Linked DNA regions of Sus scrofa: region 2 is linked to region 1. The links are chromatin contacts, called in public HiChIP or PLAC-seq maps. All regions are on one chromosome and are shown on one strand. Each heading gives the region's core, a stretch centred on a gene start, on an enhancer-like site or on the middle of the called end of the contact. The rest is flanking DNA. Distances are from core to core; before and after follow the strand shown.

Region 1 (6,280 bases), core at 2,163-4,662:
TTGAATATTTCCTATCTAGGTATTACATCATTATACAGGGCTTCAGATATGAGTAAGAAGCCTACAGTTGCCAGTCTAATATATGAAGATCTTGGAAATTGTCACTCCTGTCCTCACAACAAGAAAAAAAAAAAAAAAAAAAAAAAAAACTAAAAACCAGCTACTTTTTAGAGAAATTGGAAAGACAAATTTCCACAATGAAAACTGGAAAGACAGGTAAATATGAAGAACTTCAGCTTGCCTGAAACAGAAGCTGCTGCAGGAACCAGCTAGAAGCATTTAAGGGTAGTTGACTGATTGCTGGAGACTGAATATGGACTAGTTTGAAAAATAAAACTCCTCAGGGCTCAGCTTTAAGGGGAGAAGTTCCACTTTCATTTACCTCCTGGAGTTTTTACCTCCAGGAGTTCCACCAGGTTTTGGGGGTGAATATTGAGGAAAAATTCCCCATGCTTCTGGCATCAGGAGATAAAGCAAGCATCAACAAAAGACTTAGATATGGTAGAGATTTTGAATTATCCAACTGGGAATTTAAAATAATCATGATTAAACATGTTAAGGAAAAAGTAGACATATATGGAAAAGTAGACATACACAAGATCAGATTAGTAAAGTAAGCAGAGAGATGGAAACTCTAAGAAATAATTTTAAAATGCAAGAAACAAAAAGCACTCTATAAGAAATGAACACTTTTGATAATCATCAGTAAATTAGACAGGACCACAGAAAGAAATCAGTGAGGTCGAAGATAGGCCAATAAAAACTTTTCAAGCTGAAAAGCAAAGAGAAAAAGAATGAATAGAGCAAAGTTACTAAGAACTGTGGAACAATTATAAAAGGTATAACATACACATAATAGGAATAGTGGAAAGAGAAGAGAGGAAGAAAAGAAATAGAAGTAATAATAGCTGAGAATTTTCCAAAATTAACAACAGACACCAAACCACAGGTCCATCCAGACAACTCAGAGAACACCAAGCAGCATAAATATATATTTAAAAAAACCTATGCCTAGGTATATTATATTCAAACTGCAAAGAATCAAAGACAAAGGGAAAGGTTTATAAGAAGGTTATATCTATAGAGCAAGAAGGGTAAGAATTAGATTAGACCTCCCTTCAGAAGCTCTGCAGTAAGAAGAGAGTAGAGTGAACTATTTTTAATTGGACTGTTGTTTGGGGCAGAGTTAGAACTGCAATCCAGATTTCCAGAAACCACTTCTCAACCCATCATATCTTGGTTCTTCCTCAACTGGCTTGAATGTTCCTCTACAACACAGAGGCTCTGTTACATTAAGGGCTAGTCTGTGAAGATGAATTAGATCATGTCCATTCCCTTCTTAAAAACCTCCAAAGACCTCCCATTGAAATTACACAAATGCCAACCTTCTTATGGGTTTCAGAGCGCTCTGTGACCTGACCCCAACTTACCCTTTAGAGGTATCCGCTCCTGCCTGCCCCTTCCCACTGCACACGCCACACTCATCTCTTTTGTTCTCATCCAAGCTGCTCCCACCTCAGGAACTTAGCATCAGCTCTTCCTTCAGTCTCAAACACCCTTCCCCTGATCTTGCTCCTTTTCCTCCTTCAGGTGAAAACTCAAATGTCATTTCCTCCATGAAGTCCTCCCTGCTCACTTCAGCTCCCCAAATAACTATGTTACCTTGCTTTATTTTCCTCATAAAACTTATGGCTATCAAAAAATAATGTTGCCAAAACAAAAAAAAGAAATATGGCATTTGCAGCAACATGAATGGACCCAGAAATTATCATATTAAGTGAAGTTAGAGAGCAAGAGACAAACATCATATAACTTATATGTGGAATATATAAAAAAAGGATACAAATGAAATTATTTGCAGAACAGAAAAAGACTCACAGACCTTGAAAAACTTATGGTTATTAAAGGGGACAGGTGGGGGGCAGGGAGGGGTGGACTAGGGGTTTAGGAGAAAAATGTTCTAAAATTAGGTTGTGATGATGGTTTGACAACTCTATATAATAAAATTCATTGAATTATATAAAAAATAGTGTTATTGGTTTGTTCACTTGCTTACGGTCTGTCTCTCCCACTCGAGTGTAAGCAGGAACCTTGCCTGAACTGATCCCTAGAACAAGGCCTGGCTCATGGCAGGCATTTCAGTAACTTTCTGAATTCATGAGCTCTCTTCTATTCAAATGTGAAGTCTCCTAGGCAAGTAATATACCAAGGTACTATCAGTCGCTAATAATAGATGACTGTGGATGTGTTTAACAGTTTCTTTCAAGAGCACCAGCTAGCAGGGATTCTTGATTGTCTGGGAGCTCAGTGAGGAAAACAAAAGAGGATTAAATCAGCTTGCAGATAAGTGAGAAGGTTTTGTTAGGGGAGGAAGGGCAAAGAGTCTCGGCGGAGGGGAGGCATGGCTTGTAAGAGAGGATCCAGGTGAGACACCAACATCCAATGCTTTCACTGACATGTGGAATCTGAAAAAAGGACAGAACAAACTGCTTTGCAGAACAGATACTGACTCACAGACTTTGAAAAACGTATGGTCTCCAAAGCAGACAGTTTCGGGGGGTGGGGGGATGCGCTGGGGTTGTGGGATGGAAATCCTATAAAACTGGATGGTGATGATCATTGTACAGCTATAAATGTAATAAATTCATTGAGTAATAAAAAAAAGAAGCAAAATGATGAGTAGATTTATAGCAGAACCTAATCAAACTTTTTCCTCTTAAGAGGATCCAGGTGAATGGAGGACGCCTGAAAGGGCTTCTGGAGGGGAGAGGAGTTTGCCATCAGGACCCCATCCACTCTCCTCACTGGCGTACTCAAAGCGGACCCCAAACACGGCATCAGAGAGGCACGTAAAACATCAGGGCATGTGTTCCAACTTCCCTGTGACCCTCTTTCATTCAGTAACATCACCTGTGTAGCACTCAACACAATCCTGCCTTGACCAGCGGGAGTCTGTACTACTTGCAAAGAGGAAATGCAGGAGCAACTGCCTAAGAAATCTCTAAGCTGGAAGAAGCATCTAAAAAGATGAATTCCTCAAAACTCTGGAGGCCTGACTTTCTGGAACCACCCACAAGGTCAGGCTAGAGACAGGAAAACAGGAGACGAAGGGAGTCCCCTGAGGGCTTGGGGCAGAGGTGTTCCTCTGGGAATTAAATAAGAATCATGACAAGACACGTGGAAACAATGAACAATGACAGCTCTATTCTGGAGGGAAAGGAATACATCTACCCATCACATCCAGGTTGGAAGCACTGAACAGACAGAACTTCCATGAGATGGCACCACTCACAGCTCCAGGACTACAAAAAAACCAAAGGTGGATTTCCCCCAGTTTCTTAGCCGCTCAGAGTTCTTTGGCTTTCTCTCTGTGGTTCTTTCGAAATAGGGCTGTGCCCTTCCCATCTCATTATTCTGCAGGCCTGTGGCACGGACTTACGTAAGACATGTGCAAAGAAATCACAGGATTTCTGGGAAGCAGATCTTACAGGCTTATTTTTTCAAACTGCATTGCTAAATTTAGGGAAGTGATTCAGAAGACACCCCCACTCCATCACATGCACACCCCTCTGTCTAGTGTTTCATGCACGTTTAGCTGTTCCTCTTGGCATTTTATTTTATTTTTTTTTTATCTAGTTTCAGCAAAGGACCTTGCATTTGTCCACAAAAGTCCTTTCTGTAAGGATCATTTGCTTTTTGGGGGGGAGGGGGTGAAGTGATGGCTTGAATTCACATGAATAAAATAGAGAGCAGGGCATAACATCGCTTCGCACAGATCAGAAATTCGAGGATTGCATAGTTCATGAGAGCAAATGCGTTCCTCCCCTAAGGGCCTGGGAGGGTTGGGGTAATTCTCACAGGGCACCGATCTTTGAAATGTCAAGCTGAAAATAAGCACTTGACATTGGATGCAGGCGATTGGCTCATTTGTTTGGTTCTTTCCCTGTTTCGTGGGGGCAAGAGGCGGTGTGGTGACCCCCACCCCGCCCCCTGTGGAAAACACACAGTCAGGCGAGGTCTAGATCCTAATCCCTGATGTGTCACTCATGAGGCATGTGTTTCTGAGCCTGTCATTGCCTCTTTCAGCCTCCTTTTCCTCATCTATAAAATGAGAGGGTTGGGCTGGATCATCTTTGCCCAGACTGCTACATACCACTAGCGGGAAATTCACCATGACACTTTCATCCCTTTCTTTGGTCACTCACAAAGGTCAGAAGCACTTTACAGACTTGGTGTGTCCTGTAATAAACAAACACTAAAGATACAAAGCTCTGTGGATCACATTTTCCAAACTAACTTACAAAACAGCCGTGGCACTGCTCTCTTCCTCCTCCCGCAACATTCTAACCTCTATCCCACTCCCCTAATAGTCTAAAAAACCCATTTTGGGAAATCCTGAATGAGATGACCTTGTAGATGAGGTCGATGACCTTGCTGGCTCCTGTCAGCTCCAGATTCAGCTCATTTCTACCATGAAGGCTGTCGTCTTGCCTGACACGCGCTGGTGCAATGAGGGGAGACATGGTTCTTGCCTGCGAGCTGCTTACAGCCATGGTTTATTTTGGATCATGTGAGGGAAGAGCAGGTTGTCTAATGAGCTGATGACATCACTCTGAAGGCTGAGCAGGCTGCTTCCAAAGTTAAGGGGTATTGATACTCACTGGCTGATAAAGAGCTTGCCTTAAGTCCATTTTTGTTTACCTGTGAATTCATCAAAAATAGGTAGATTCGCAGTGAAATACTGATGGGCCAGTATCATCAGCTTCCCACACGGAGCTGAGGCCACTCTCCCATCAGGGGAGACCATGAGTAAGCGTGGCCATTGTAGGATAAGAAAGGGGCCGCTGAGGATGGTGCAACAGTGCCGGGAGCATCTGCCCATTCCCTGTCCTGTCTGAAGTGACTGTGGGAAATACAATTGAATTGAAAATAGAAGATCCCTTCCTGTTTGATGGTGGGAGCAGCAGCTTAAAATCTGCTCCAGTACCTTTTATCAGAGCATTTCTCTGATGTGGGATTCTCTTCCAGGCAAGGCAATTCCAAATCTGCCTCAAGCTTTACAGCTAATGGTACCACCCACCGAGTCTCCATATGGCCTCGGGACTAAGGACATTTGTTTTCACTTTCAAGTGGCCCCTAACTGTGCTATAGGCACAATAGCATGTGGTATCAAGCCATTAGTGATACAACTTACAGGCAGAAGCTACAGAGAGAAGAAGCTGGCAGGAAGGATGCTGTTTCAGGGCACCCAGAGGGCAGATGGCTCACCCATGGCACGTGGAACTCTGCCTATATGGGGGCTCACCTTTAATGAGCAGAGACTGGCCTTCTCTGCTGCCTTCGGATCCAGTGTTAACAGAGATGACAGGTGACTGGAAGAGCAGTCAATTGAAATGTACAAAATGAAGCAAAATGTGGGCGACTGTGGGAGGGGAAGAAGACGAGGAAGACAGCTTATGAGCAATGGGACCACAGGACGATAAAAGGGAGCAGATGTCAATCGGAGAGAATTTCAGAAGCAGAGGTGCCTTCAATTTCAAGTCTAGGGGAACTGAATGCCTTTCTCCCACCCCCGTGCGTAGCAGCAGGCGAAAGAAAACAGTGTTCCCCACAAAGAGAGTGGGATGTCAGGGAGAGGGACAAACAGCAGCCGTTTGCCACTGCTCTTTCCTAGACCTGACACACCTGCTTGAAGACATGTGCAGGGGTCAGGCTGAATCTGCCTGGGGAGGGTTCTAGGTTTTCTCATTAGTCGATCTCATCTCCCATCTCTTGAAGCTGGTAGGGTGGCTGCTTTATGCTACACCATGGCTTTGTCTTTCTGGCAGTCTGCTGTCTTGCAGGGAGGAGATGGGGGAGAAGCAGCATTCTGCCAAGTGTTTGGTCCCCAAGTGCCAGGAGGGCCAACCAGCTGCAAAGATCTAACTCCAGAACCCCTGACTTCTCCAGTTTTGCCCTTCCTCTCCCAAGCCCTGTTTTTCTATCTTGTTGAATTCGCTTTTCTCTTCCCTCTTGGACCCACCTCCTCACTGTCCTCCCCACGGAGACCCACAGCCCAGCCTATCAGTGATTGTCTCACCAGCACTTTATACCACTTGGTGTTTTGGTCTTTATCTTGTGATCTGTCTGCAAACTTCTAACCCCAAGGAATGCAGCCATCTTTCATCATCATTTTTTTTCTTTTTTCTTTTTTCTTTTTTTTTTTTTTTTTGCTGCTGCTTCGATAGCTGCTGGCTAGAGAAAAATCCAAAAGATCGCTGCTTCTACTGAGTCATCTGTC
Region 2 (6,280 bases), core at 1,136-3,635, 150 kb after region 1:
TTTGGAGACTCATCCCTGAGTCCTTGGTGAGCTGATGGCAGCCACCACTTACTGAGGATTAACTATGTGCTCCTTGGAGTTCCTGTTGTGGTGCAGTGGTTAACGAATCCGACTAGGAACCATGAGGTTGTGCGTTCGATCCCTGGCCTTGCTCAACGGGTTAGGGATCTGATGTTGCCGTGAGCTGTGGTGTAGGTCGCAGACATGGCTCGGATCCTGCATTGCTGTTGCTCTGGCATAGGCTGGTGGCTACAGCTCCAATTAGACCCCTAGCCTGGGAACCTCCAAGTGCCGTGGGAGCAGCCCTAGAAAAGGCAAAAAAAAAAAAAAAAAAAAAAAAAAACCTATGTGCTCCACAGATCAAATTATTTAACCCCCATAATAACCCCATGATATATGTATTCTGTCTCCATGTCATGGTTGAGAGAACCGAGGCTCAGAGAAGTCAGGTGATTTAGAAGCAAACCATTAGTGATTGGGCTCAAGACCGGGATTCAGGTCTGTTTGCCAGCATCCAGGGCCTGCTCTGCATCCCACACTCCCCTGCCTCCATGGGCACTACCATGTCCTCCAAGGCTACCTCTCTGCCTTCACGTTTCCCATGAGCCTGGGCCTCAGAGCAGGGCACCAGGGTGGGATGTTCTGCCCCCTGTAGATTCCTGCTGGCCCAGTCCTACCTGGAAATCCAGATGGTGAGCAAAGAAGGCTTGGTCACTTGGGCATGGGTGTGCATAGCAGTGCAGGGGTAACCAATGGCCCCAAAGGCTGCGGAGAAACCACAGAGCCTTTTCCTTTGCCTGGAATTGCTCCCTACCCCAGTCCCTTCCTTCTTTCTATCCCCTCCTCTATTGCCACTAAAACCTACCCTTCTGCTATAGCTACAACCTTTTCTACTTCCTTCTGTGTACTAACAAAATCACCTCTGTTAATCATATCATACATCTATACGCTATGTTTGGGAAAAATGCAATTAACACATAGTAGGTCTCTAAGACATGTGTGCATGGATGATATAGTCGGAAGTTCCTCTAGGGGCAAGAACTTTGATCTCTATCTCACTAGAACTGAGAATTGTGCCTAGCACATAGTAGGTGCTCAAAGAGTCTCAGTTATTGAATGTTTGGCACAAAGGAGCAGGAGGAACGCTGAAGAAGAAGAAATGAGTTTGGGTTTTGTTTTTTAGTGCCAATGTTCAAAAGTATTTAAAAGAAAAAAATTTCCCCAAACCCCCAATGTTTTATTGAATGCCTAGGACCTCTCGACTCTGGGAAGGTCATCCTGTTCTCACTCCCTTCCTATTTCTACGTCATTCCAGAAGTTCTTCAGTGATTGGGAAAAGTTCTAAAGGCAGAGGACTGGTTGTAGGAAGATGAGCAGAGACAAGAATGGAAGAAAAATAAGAGATTCAGCAAAGAAATCCAAGAGGGAGAAAATGCTTACTTTTTTTCCGTGCGGCTAGTCAGCTAAGAGGGCAGCTGAGATGCAACATCAGCCCTTCTCATCCTCTCTGGTGCCGTGGCCTTGGTGAGGGGATCCAGAGTCCTGAACTCTAAAGCTTGAGGAAGATTGGAAGTTGTGACAATTACTGTCATTATCCAAGGTCCCCCTTCTTTCTGACCCAATCAGATTTCTTCCAAGTCTTGACTGTTCCTGCTGGTGTTTCTTGTCAAAACGATTGAGAAAGGCAACATAAGGGGCAGCTCGGAGGAAGCTTCTGAGGATGGCTGGGTTGGGTTTAAGACAAAGACAGAAGGGCACGGGAGCTGTCTTGGATGGGGGCACATGGGCAGAGAAGGGGGTCTCTTTGGAGGTGCTCCCCAAGCGCTGGTGACAGAGATCCTCATGAGGCAGCTCATCCCAGGGAGGGTGGATGCAGTTCGAAGAAGGGCTCACCGTGGCCCCCCCAGAGTCCTGAGGGGCCCCGACTTCAAGTTGCCATGGAGAGTCTCACTACTGCATGGCAACAGATTTCTTTAGATGCCATCAAACTTCAGAAACAGAGCTCTGAGAAGAGGAAGGAAGAGCTGGCTCGGGCCCCAATGAGTCACTGCAGTTCCCCATTTTGCTGTCTGTTCACACATTTCTTTCGTCTCGAGACTGTTCCTCACAGCCCACCTCTGAGAAAATCTTTGGTTGTGGAATACAGCTTCGAATACGGTTTTTACAAACAGGATCCTCTGGCCTCCCTCCAGCTGATATACTGAGTCCCAACTCCTCATGTTCACTGTAGGGACAGGCCAGTAAATCAGGAGATGAGATGTTGGGGCAAGAAGAGTGGCCTGATTCAGAAAGCCAGCTGACGGAGAAGACGACAGACCAACATCCTAAAAAACTCTTCTCGGTCACACAGCGGTCAGGCTTCTTTTATAGAGAGGGAGGGGGCGTGGCCCACTGTGCGGCTGGCCATTGGCGGAGCGGGACCCTTAAGGGCCGCTGCTAAGGGCCTCTTGCTCCGCCCTATTACCCAGGTGTGGCCATTTCTCCTCCTGGCCCCTGACGCTCCTTGTTTTCCTTGACGACCGAGAGCTGTGTGCTTTGATGCTTTTCTCTGACAAGCAATTTCGACTTTGTCTTTGCACCCAGGCTGGCTGGGGCTCTCTGTTATGTCGGTCTCTGGTCAGTATCACAATCACTCAGGCCACTTTTTTTTAAGCCCGCGGACACACGCATAACGCATTTATTCAACTCTTAGCTCAAAAACCTCAAAGTCTCAGCCCAGCCAGGGGCCCAAGACTAATCCTATCTTGTGCGGATTTGTGAGCTCAACAGTTGAAGACTTGAGACAAGGAACTCAAGTTCAGGTGTGATCCAGGGCATTCAACACTACAAGAACACATAGTGACAGCCCTCAGGTGTATTGCTGAGCGTGCTATATGCAAAACACCTGCTGTTAAGACCCGTATGAAGGCAAGCTCTGACATTTTTACTTACTCCTTAGAATCCCTAAATTCAGACCATAGGAAATATCACCCCCAATCAGACCCATGGTCCTTTCAACTCAGGCCATAACCAATAGCCAACACTTGCTCTTAAAGTACCGGCATTGTGTGTTAAGCATTTCTCAGATGTTTCCTTGTTTAATATGGCTGTTCTCCTAACAATCCGTTATCATTATTTTACAAATGGATCTGGAACTTGGGGAAACAAAGTAACTCGCCCCAAAGTCATCTATCTCACAGGCTACTGAAAAGGATTTGAACCCTGAGCCACCTGAAGCCCAAAGCCAAACTTTTAACCAATTATGCTCTGGGGCTGAGACTTTTTAGGGAAGAATCGTATTTTTTTGCAAGGAACTAACCACATAAGACTGGGGTTGGGCTCCCCGAAACACTGTTCTCTCAACAACTATGGCAATTTTATTATCTCTAAGTAAATTAAATTCTTCTTGAATCTTTATCTCCTGCTTGTACAAATGTCTTGAGTAAAATGGTTTTAATCACATTGCTGTCTATGTGCTTCCTCTTATTGGAACTACCGCTCCTATCACCCTGCTCTGAAGAACAACCCTTAATTCTAATTCGCCAAGACTTGTACATTTCAATTTCCCCTCAAAGAAACTTCATAGATTTTCTTTAGATTCATTGCAGGCTACTTTAAGGCCTCATCTTTCCCAGGCAAAAAGTCATGTTTTCAGTGTTTTTGTAAGTCGGCTCTCCCGTGTCCCTTCCTGACCCCGTGCTCCAGGCAAACCAGCAGTTCTAGGCTGTTCCATGTCTATGCCTTCAGTTTCCCACGACCCTCAAACTGAACGCCTCAGCCTTTTCCCCACCTGTTCCTCATTGCCTCGTAGCCAAAATGTATGCTTGATGACTGGCTGGGAGATTACCCCCTCCTTAAAGCATTTTATTTATTTTTCTTTCTTTCTTTCTTTTTTTTTTTTTTTTTTTTCGTCTTTTTGCCTTTTCTAGGGCCGCTCCTGAGGCATATAGAGGTTCCCAGGCTAGGGTCTAATCGGAGCTATAGCCAAAGGCCTACACCAGGGCCACAGCAATGTGGGATCCGAGCTGCGTCTGTGACCTACACCACAGCTCATGGAAACGCTGGATCCTTAACCCACTGCGCAAGGCCAGGGATCAAACCTGCAAACTCACAGTTCCTAGTCGGATTCCTTAACCACTGCGCCACGACAGGAACTACCTTAAAGCCTTTGAAAATGCCCCAGGTGGAAGTGATTCCACTCTCATGTGAAATAACCCCAGGACAACATGCCCTTAGATCTTTCCTGTGGTGCCTTTCACTTCCGCTATTAGATTTTAGTAACACTAAACCTTTCATATTTCTCCTTTTAGATTAGAGCTGCTTGAGGGCAGAGTCTGTATCGATTTCCTAAGGACTTGGATTAAATTAAACACATATTGGCTCAATGCATGAAGGAATATATGTATATATAAATCCGTGGTGTCGTTTGATTTCTTTTCTGGAACATTTCTCTTTCTTTAGCAGAAGTAGATAGCCCAACTGCTTGCAGCATTCCATGTGATAGATTAGTGGGGGTTTATACAAGACTAAGATGGTATATTATAGTTTGTGTCTGACAATCTCCAGTATTGTATTGGTCCTTTAAAATGCAATAGCATATTGATAAGTGAAATAAGTCAGACAGAGAAAGACAAATACCGTATGATATCACCTGTATGTGGACTCTTCATAAATAAACTACTGAATATAACAAAAAAGAAGGAGATTCACAGATATAGAGAACACACTAGTGGTTACCAATGCGGGGGGAGGAGGGGCAATAGAGGGGTGAGTTTGTAGGAAGTACGAAGTATTGGGTATAAGACAGGCTCAGGGATGTACTGGACAACACAGGGAATATTGTCGATATTTGGTAACAATTGTAAGTGGAATTTAATGATTAAAAATTAGGTAACAACTTTAAAAATTCAATCAATAAAATAAAATTGCAGTAGCACATTGTATCAAAGTGTCCTTGGAAAGGTTGCAACCTTTCATGGATGAGGATGGGGAACTCTGTGCTTGTTTTTTCAGAATGGATTGTGGCTATTTCCCTCATAAGTGCATTACTTTGCTTAACTTTAATCTGAAAATATCTTACATATAAATGAATACTGCACTGGGCATACGTTCAAATTATGTATCTTACACAGATATTATCATATTATCACAGATATGGCCTTATCATATTATGCCATTACTACCAGCAAAATCTCAAAATGATAGACACTTTTGTGGCCAAAGGAATTGGGCATCCTGATTCATCTCCTCCAAAACTCAAAATCTGTAATGAGTTGGCCTGACTTTCTGGCCAATGCTGGAATGCAGAACTATCAACGATGGCAACACCTCTGCTGAGCTCCCTCTCAATCTTCACTCCCTGTGCACAAAACATGAGTATTTTGACAAATTGTATTCAAAATATATTGTGCACCCATGTGCAGCTAATGTTCAGAATACTGAAAGGCATAATCTGAACTTAGAGCACTCAGTGCCGCTTTTCACATCAAAAATTGCCCCTTTTAGAGAGATCTGAGGGTATGCCAAGAAGAAAAAGAAGTCCTGATTATCTACTAGTTACAGCTGCAATCATATTATGTTACCTTTGCAAATGCCTTCTGTTGAGATGATGATAGCGCTTGTGACATAAGGGCTTTCAACTCATTTTAATTCATAGTCTATTTTGCTACCACATGAAAGAAATCTTCCCTGTGTCATATAGATCAGGATTCCAGAGCCACTCCAGGAGGAGCAGAACTTAAAGGTTAATAAGCATTAGGAGATGTCTAGGGCGCTTCGTGTCAGAACACAGCCTTGCTGGCCCCACCTCAGACCCTCTAATTCAGCATCCCTGGGGGTGAGGCCCATAATCTGTATGCTTTTTATTACTGTCTTAGGATTCTCATCAGTGGTTCTGGGACCAGTCTTTGCCAAAACAACTGGAAATGGTAGAGGAGAAAGATTGTGAGGGAGTTATCCCCGCATCCATGGATGACAGGATGGAAAAATGCTTACTTTCTATGAGTTGTAGGGTCAACGCAGGGCCCCACGTACACTCTGCTCCACACCAGACCTCCTTACCTGGGTCCAAATGTGTACTGGAACTGCCACGGGCTGAGAGCACAGGCCAACCAGAGTTCTTGTCCAGCCAGGTGTGAGGTTTGGGAGAACTTTAGCTCTCAGATCATCATTCATGAAATGAGAGGTGGACTTGAATATCTCCGTGGTGCTCGATTAGCCCATGAGTTCATTCAGCAAAGGCCTCAAGAGCATTGGCATCCAACAAAGACGTAATATGAGCCACATGTACATGTGTAAATAT

Evidence for each region. HiChIP or PLAC-seq counts read pairs in DNA pulled down with a chosen protein or histone mark.
Region 2: a contact with region 1 is called in an H3K27ac HiChIP or PLAC-seq map of alveolar macrophages. The contact joins two enhancer-like sites. A contact is called at or near these places in 1 of 47 Hi-C or Micro-C datasets (embryonic fibroblasts) and 1 of 2 datasets of contacts at active chromatin or transcription factors (alveolar macrophages).

What each region holds. Positions count from the first base shown.
Region 1 is chr9:123,437,014-123,443,293 of Sscrofa11.1, forward strand. No RefSeq gene overlaps it. Among named protein-coding and RNA genes, the nearest start is that of ZNF648, 270 kb to the right of the region's middle. Within about 2 kb of position 3,413, at least 11 of the 83 cell types and tissues checked have an H3K27ac peak or open chromatin away from gene starts, as enhancers often do. A contact at or near this core is called in alveolar macrophages, where this site is marked.
Region 2 is chr9:123,583,531-123,589,810 of Sscrofa11.1, forward strand. It overlaps ZNF648 (a long non-coding RNA gene), which reads right to left. Exons shown (of 12, transcript XR_002347093.1): 9 at 6,040-6,280. Among named protein-coding and RNA genes, the nearest start is that of ZNF648, 120 kb to the right of the region's middle. Within about 2 kb of position 2,386, at least 12 of the 83 cell types and tissues checked have an H3K27ac peak or open chromatin away from gene starts, as enhancers often do. A contact at or near this core is called in alveolar macrophages, where this site is marked.